2 separate regions of the Mus musculus genome follow, and region 1 is linked to region 2. A link is a contact called in public promoter capture Hi-C data. All regions are on one chromosome and are shown on one strand. Each heading gives the region's core, a stretch centred on a gene start, on an enhancer-like site or on the middle of the called end of the contact. The rest is flanking DNA. Distances are from core to core; before and after follow the strand shown.

Region 1 (3,435 bases), core at 901-3,400, 520 kb before region 2:
CATAGATGTGGAAGATGGTAGTGTAGCAGTAGATCTGCCCAATCTATGGAAAATAGCATGTATTCATATTAATTGAGTTGTGTTTTCATCGCTGGGGCATATTTGGGGGGGGGAGAGATTAATTGCAACAGGGAAACACACTCAGGTCCTTTGGAAGAACGAGCAGTCAAGCCCTGAACTATCTCCCCAGAACTCATTTCCCCATTAATTTAGTGTGTGCCTCTGTGTGTTTGTATATATGGGTGCTCATACACACTGCACTGTACCTTTGTAGAGCTTAGAGGGAAACCTAGAGGATACGTTAAGCACTTTCTGTGCTTTCTGTCTGAGAAAAAAAAAATCTCTCATTGACATGGAACTTTGCCATGTAGACCAGGAACTTCCAGGGAGCCATTTGCTTCCACCTTCTATCTTTAAAAAACAAACAAACAAACAAACAAACATTTATTTATTTATTTATTTACATCCGAAATGCTGTCCTCCAGTCCCTCTCTCATTCTCCTCTGAGAGGGTGGGGTCCCCACTGAGTATCATACATCCCTGTCACACCAAATTTCTGTCAGATTAGGCGCATCCTCTCCCACTGAGGCCAAACAAGGAAGCCCTTTTGGAGAGTGGGTAGCACAGTCATCTGCCCTCTGTCCTGATATTGCTGAGATTATGGGGCATGCCATCATATGCAACTTCTTCCTTTTCTTCTTTTCTTCCCTCCCCTCTTTCTTCCCTTCTCTCTCTTCTTTCTTCTTTCCTTTCCCTCCCTCCCTCCCTCCCTCCCTCCCTCCCTCCCTCCCTCCCTCCCTCCCTCTCTTTGTTCTCCTCCCCCCCCCCCCTTTGCTCTGGGAACTAAAGTTTCCTCACATTGTGAGGCAAGTGTTTATTGACTGAGCCATCTCTCCAGTCCCTCCTTCCCCTTTTGGATCTAGGCTGGCCTTAGACTACATAAAAAAGGCTGACTTTGAACTCTGATCTCCTGCCTTCATCTATCCTGAACTATACAATGATACACAGCCTAATTTTTTGTTAGGTCTTCTGCCAGCCCAGATTGAACTAGGGCATACCCTTGTGCTCTCCTTTTAGCCATATTTCCTGTGTTTCAAAACAGGAAAGAAGAAAAAGTGCAAGCGTAGTTGAGTAGAGGGGAATGGGAAGGGCAGCTAAAGAAAGGTTTAGAAAGATGGGCAGAACTTATTTGCATGTTATAAAAAGTCACCAGTAAATTCTGAGCAGTGGACAGTATGTTCTGATTTATGATTTCTAAGACCTGTGTAATGATCCCCCCTGGAGAGAGATCAGGGTCCTAAGAGCTGGGAAGGTATCTCAGTGGGTAAGAGTGTTTACTATGTAAATATGACAGACTGCATTTGGATCCCCAGACTCATGTAAAAGCTGTGCATGACTGTGAATGCCTGTAACCCCAGCACTGAGAGATAGGAAATGGGCTTATCTTGGAAACTCACTGGTTATCCAGACTAGCAGAAATGTCCAACTTGAGATTCAACAAGACCACACTTTAAGAGAAGAGGGCAGAGAAGTAGAAGTACAGCAGGATATCCAATGCTATCCTTTGGCCTCTGCACACAAGTTTATAAGTGTACTCCCTCTGCAATTCATACATCACACACAGACACACACAGACACACACACAGACACACAGACATACACAGACAGATAGACACACAAACACCCACACACAGACACACACACAGACACACACACACACAGACACACAGACACACACACACACCCACACAGACACACACACAGACACACACACACATGCACACACACACACTTGAAGGTTCCTGTAGGACAAAGGACTGGGCTGGGATCAGAAGGCTCGAGAGAGGGAATGGATTCTGGTGTCTTCAGAACAAAAGGACTTGGACTTCTGTGAAAGGGACAGATGCCAGCAACTGCGAGTTGGAGAAACCTGGTCTAAAAGTGATAGACTGTCTCGGGCACAAGGACTTGGGAGGCAGAGAGACCCCCATGCCTTCTTGACTTTATTTTTCCTAGATCACTGTGTGTGATCAATGTATATTTGTGAATGACTTTAGCCAGAACTGAGGGATCTGGGCTCTCTGGGTTTGAGATCACATGGGCTTTAGGGTGTGTGTGGGCAGATGTTATCGTCTGGCGCTGGGTGGAGCCTAATGATTCATTCGACGGGGTGAGAGTTCTAATAATATCCAGGTAGTGATCTCATCTCTGGGAGTATGCAAATGGGAATGCTCTGGGCCTGGAGTGGTTGTAGATGGACTAATCCATGGAATTGTAAAGTCAGTTTAGTTTAAACAGTCTAGTGTCCTAGTAGGCTGGGGGAAGGTGGGTTTTCTGAACATTACACACTTCTAGTGGCATTTGAGACAGTCTATTTTTTTTCATTGATAATTTCAGACACATATGTGTTCTGAATAAATTTACCCTACTTCTTCCCCTCCCATTCTTCCTATACCCCCTCCATGTTTCCCTCCCAACTTCAGTGCTGTTTTTCATTGTCTTCCTCTGTGTCCTACCTCACCCCGCCCCCAAACCCAACCTCTGCCTCCCTCTTTCTCTCCCTCGGCTCTCTCCCCCTTTTATAAGTGAAATTTCCTCTCTTCTCAACTTCCACCCGCTTCTCATTTGGAGGAGTTTCCTCCTGATGCCTCTACCCTTGCCTTTGAACCTGTTGTTTTAAAGCCCCCTTTGGGGGGTCCAACACCACCTTCGCAGGGATCACCTAAGAGCATTAGAAAACACAGATATTTATATCACAATTCATAACAATAGCAAAATTGAAGTTATGAAGTAGCAATGAAAATAATTTTATGGTTGGAATGGGATCACCACAACTTGAGGAATGCAGGGTTGTAGCATTAGAGTCAAAGCTATCATGGTCTCTTAAACTTGAAGGTGCTGCCCCCTGGTGGGAAGAACTAAAAGTGTCTGCTTTCACCTTGGTAACCTGGCAGATTGGCAGATTTAGGGTAGGCCTCAACCCCTAGGCTAGAATGTATAATTAGCCTGTTAGTCTTGCCATTCCCCCACCCCACCCCTCTCCCTGACCCCCTCCTCCCTCCTCTCTTTTTCTTCTTAAAATGAATTTTGCTTTCATTAAAAACCTAGCATACATGTTTTATCTTACTATATTTTATTTCCTTATGTTTTGTTGTTACCTCTGAAAAGCCCGTTCCTTCCTAATGGAAGACAGAAAGGGAGTGGATCCGAATGGGAGGGGAAGTGGGGGAGGAACTGTGAGTAGAGGGAGGAGCAACTGTAATTAGGATATATTATATGAGAAAAAAATCTATTTTTTAATAAAAGGAAGGGAAAGAAAAATTAGCATACAAAGTAACAGATTTTCTTAGGGCATTTTATACTCAGTTTTGGTTGATTCCCTACTTCTCTCCCTCCCTTCCTTCCTGTTTGTAGTCTTTTATTCCGCCATAAAAA
Region 2 (3,886 bases), core at 149-2,648:
CCTCTCCTGCCTCTGTACATGTCTATATCCTCAGTGTCTGCAGCAAGGACCCTCTGCTGCCTCTGTACTTGTCTACATCCTCACACCGACAGGCCCCCAGCTTCCTATGGCCCTTTCAACAGTAGTGCAGTTGTCCCTTGAGCCTCCCACAGGCTCCTGCAGGAGGCTCTCACAAATGCTCCTTATGTAACCGCTCTGGGCTTTGACTTTTCAAATTCTCCCATCACGAGACCATTAAAATTTAGTTTCTGAGTTGGAGGCCAAGCTGGTCCACTGACAAGTCTCTTCTGGCCTCCACAGACATATAGCACACATGAACATGGATAATTTTAAATTTTTATTATTTTTAAGAACAAACAGTATTTTAGGTACAGAACTGTGGATCAGTCTCACTCGGTGGCAGAGAGACTTTGTTTTTGCTCCTGGACAATTGTGTGCTGTCTTCCTTAGGGACGACTTGGCCCAGCTACCCTTCCTGACCATGTGCATCAAGGAGAGTCTGCGGCTGCATCCCCCAGTCTTATTAATCTCCCGATGCTGCACCCAGGACGTTCTGCTGCCAGATGGCCGGGCCATCCCCAAAGGTGCCCTCAGTATCGTGGAAGGAGGGGCCTGGGTAGGACGGTGGTCCCCAGAAGCATCGTGGACCTGACCTGTCTCCTTACTCAACAGGGAACATCTGTGTCATCAGCATTTTCGGGGTTCACCACAACCCTTCAGTCTGGCCAGACCCTGAGGTGCGACTCTACCCTTTCCCCAACTCTGGAGCCTGGAGAAGAGGCACAAGCCTACCAGAGAAACCAGAGCTACCATCCTGGACATGGGGAAGAGACATGACCCACTAGCGTAGTCTTTCTTGGCCTACAGGTCTACAACCCCTTTAGATTTGACCCAGAAAACCCACAGAAAAGGTCACCTCTGGCTTTTATTCCCTTCTCAGCGGGGACCAGGTGAGGAAGTGGTCTTGGGTGAGGGGGGCGGGGGGAGTCTGGGTCCGACAGTGGGACCAGGGGACAGTTGGGTGAATGAGGATTCTGTGTCTCCTCCCCGACCTTTGCCTGCGTTTTGTGCAAAGGTCTGCAGAGCCTGCGGTGGCAAGGTCAAAGGCTGATGCTTTGTACTCAGAATCACGCCCAGGTCTGCACTGGGCGCTGGGACTAGGCCAGGTCCCAGAAATGCGGACACCCACGCAGGGTCCCAGGCACATCAGTGCCCCCTTGGCCCTCCTGACCGTGGGGGGAGGGGACTGAGCCAGGTTGGGTCCGAGGATGCCTGGCTGGTTCCTCGCGCAATCAGAGTTCCCACCCGTCCTCCCGCAGGAACTGCATAGGACAGACTTTCGCCATGAGCGAGATAAAGGTAGCGCTGGCGCTGACCCTGCTGCGCTTCCGCATCCTGCCAGATGACAAGGAGCCGCGCCGGAAGCCAGAGCTGATCCTGCGCGCAGAGGGCGGGCTGTGGCTGCGGGTGGAGCCGCTGAGCGCCGGCGCACAGTGACCTCACAGCTGCCTTGGAACCAGCTCACCCATGCTCCTACCTCTTTAAATCTCTGAATAAACAGAACTGCCTCCTGTTCTTTGAGTGACTATGAGCATCAGACCAAAATTTTATCACAAGATCCTCAATGCCTCCTGGGTGGTCCCCGAGGGTCTCCGTGCTGATGAGACTTCTACTGGAAGACCTTGTGAGCCACCGCGGATATTTAAGCAGGAGAGGGGAGCAGGTTTTCCAGTACATTTGAGGCTCAGTGGTCATTGAGGCAAACCCTTATATTCACTATGTTTCCACCTTTATTCTATTTCATCAAATTTAGAGCTATGTCCTGCTTCTGTCCTTCTGGCACAACATTTAAGAGTGGAACACTACACTAGACCTGGCCTGTTACATATGAAGGGATAGTTGTAGAATCTGAAGCAGGTTGTTCCTTAAGCGAGGGGAATCTTGGAACCGCTGGGGATGGTTTTATATAATTTTCAGGCCTTGTGACGACTAAAGCAGCTAACTCTACATGAATCACACCGACAGGGCCCCCAGCTTCCAATGACCCTTTCAACAGTAGTGCAGTTGTCCCTTGAGCCTTCCACAGGCTCCTGCAGGAGGCTCTCACAAATGTACCTTATGTAACCGCTCTGGGCTTTGACTTTTCAAATTCTCCCATCACGAGACCATTAACATTTAGTTTCTGAGTTGGAGGCCAAGCTGGTCCACAAAGTGAGTTCCAGGACAGCCAAGGCTACACAGAAAACCCTGTCTCTAAAAACAAAACAGAAACTGAGTTTCAGTTGATCACACATCTATAGTCCCCAGTACTTGGGAGACAGAAGCAGAGGGATGTTGGAGCAGAGGCTGAAGTCAGCTTTTGTTATCCAATGAAATACTGTCTGGAAGGGGGCAGTGATCTGTTGGTAGAATGCCTAGCATGCAAGACACACCCCGTAATCTGGGCTTGGTGTTACAAGCCTAAAATTTAGCACTTGAGAGTTGGAGACAGAAGGATCAGAAATTTCAGGTCATCCTTGGCTACACAAGTTCCAAGGTAGCCTGAGATACATGAGGCACCACCTCAAAAAAAACATTATTTAAAATATTTTTTTTCTTTTCTGTTGTGGGAAATGGCTTCAGAACAAAAATCTTCAAGTCCATTTTATTTTTACCTTTCTGCCCTCATTTAAATTGTCTCTAGTGTTTCTTTGTTTTGTTTTTTTACTTTTGGTTTGGGTTTTTGGGGTGCTGTGCTGGAATTGGGCCCAGGGTCCATGTGAGGCAAGTGCTTCCCCACTGAGCTACCCTCCCAGCTGACCCTGTACTGTATTGCCTTTGCAGGTAACGTATTCCCTTAAAGAGCTGGGACAGTATTCAGGTGTGAGCTCTGCATGCAGCTAGAAATGTAACCCATATAACTTAGCTGACCTTGAATTGATGCACATCTTAAGTGAGGTTTTAATTGTTTACAAGTATTTGAGACAGGGTCTCACTGTGTAACCCTAGCTAGTCTGGTGCTTGCAATGGAGAGCAGGCTGGCCTCAAAGATCTATTAGTCTGTATGTGCTTCCCTAGTACTGGGATTAACGCTGTGTGCCACCACTCCCCACAGTTATCTCTGTACTTTAAATTACAGTTATTTATTATTGGGGGGCATGTACATGACAGTGTATATGTGGAAGTCAGAGGACAACTTCTGGGAATCAATTCTCTTTTATTTCACTACATAGACTCCTGGATTGAATGCAAGCCATCTGTTTTGGCAGCAAGCTGTCTTCCCTACTGAACCATCTCACAGCCCCTCAAGTGAGATTTTTAAATGCCTTGCTACACTGATGACTCCGCTCTTTGATGTGTTGGGGTAACAGTTACCTTTGATTTAATACTTTTCAGGCCATAGTCACCCACTGCATTACACAGCATGAAAGATCTTAGACTTTGAGCAAATATAAGGGACAGGTGAACTTTGGGTTAGATTCTCTTGGGAATTTTGTGTGTCATTTGTTTGGGAGGGGAATAGAAAATGGGTACTTTGGTAGTCACTGGGTAGGCTGTTTCAGTGACTGCTACTGTTATTTTGGCCACCATGCTCATTATTTCATATATATTTGACATTATAATGTAGTTATAACACTTCTTTTTTTCCTTTCCTCATCCCAAACCCTTCCATATATCGTCCCCCACTCTCCATCAAATTCATGGCCTCTTTTTTTATTAATTGTTATTGTATGCAAATTCATATACACATACATATAGACATACATATACATATCTATTCCTACATATAATCTGCTAAGTCTCGATAGTTACTTGTATGTATGTTTTCAAGGCTGACCATTTCTGTCAGATCTAGTGGTGCAAGCCTTTAATCCTAACACTCAGGAAACTGAGGCACATGGATCTC

What was found. Capture Hi-C pulls out chosen DNA fragments and counts their contacts.
Region 1: a contact with region 2 is called in a promoter capture Hi-C map of adipose tissue. The contact joins two enhancer-like sites. A contact is called at or near these places in 3 of 39 promoter capture datasets (the 3T3-L1 cell line, hematopoietic stem and progenitor cells and hippocampal neurons) and 1 of 9 other capture datasets (adipose tissue).

Annotation. Positions count from the first base shown.
Region 1 is chr17:33,438,821-33,442,255 of GRCm38.p6, reverse strand. No RefSeq gene overlaps it. Among named protein-coding and RNA genes, the nearest start is that of Actl9, 7.6 kb to the right of the region's middle. Within about 2 kb of position 2,150, at least 45 of the 459 cell types and tissues checked have an H3K27ac peak or open chromatin away from gene starts, as enhancers often do. A contact at or near this core is called in adipose tissue, where this site is marked.
Region 2 is chr17:32,922,388-32,926,273 of GRCm38.p6, reverse strand. It overlaps Cyp4f13 (cytochrome P450, family 4, subfamily f, polypeptide 13), which reads left to right. Exons shown (of 13, transcript NM_130882.1): 10 at 451-584; 11 at 673-737; 12 at 868-950; 13 at 1,320-1,586. The coding sequence ends at 1,497. Among named protein-coding and RNA genes, the nearest start is that of Cyp4f14, 7.0 kb to the right of the region's middle. Within about 2 kb of position 1,398, at least 244 of the 459 cell types and tissues checked have an H3K27ac peak or open chromatin away from gene starts, as enhancers often do. A contact at or near this core is called in adipose tissue, where this site is marked.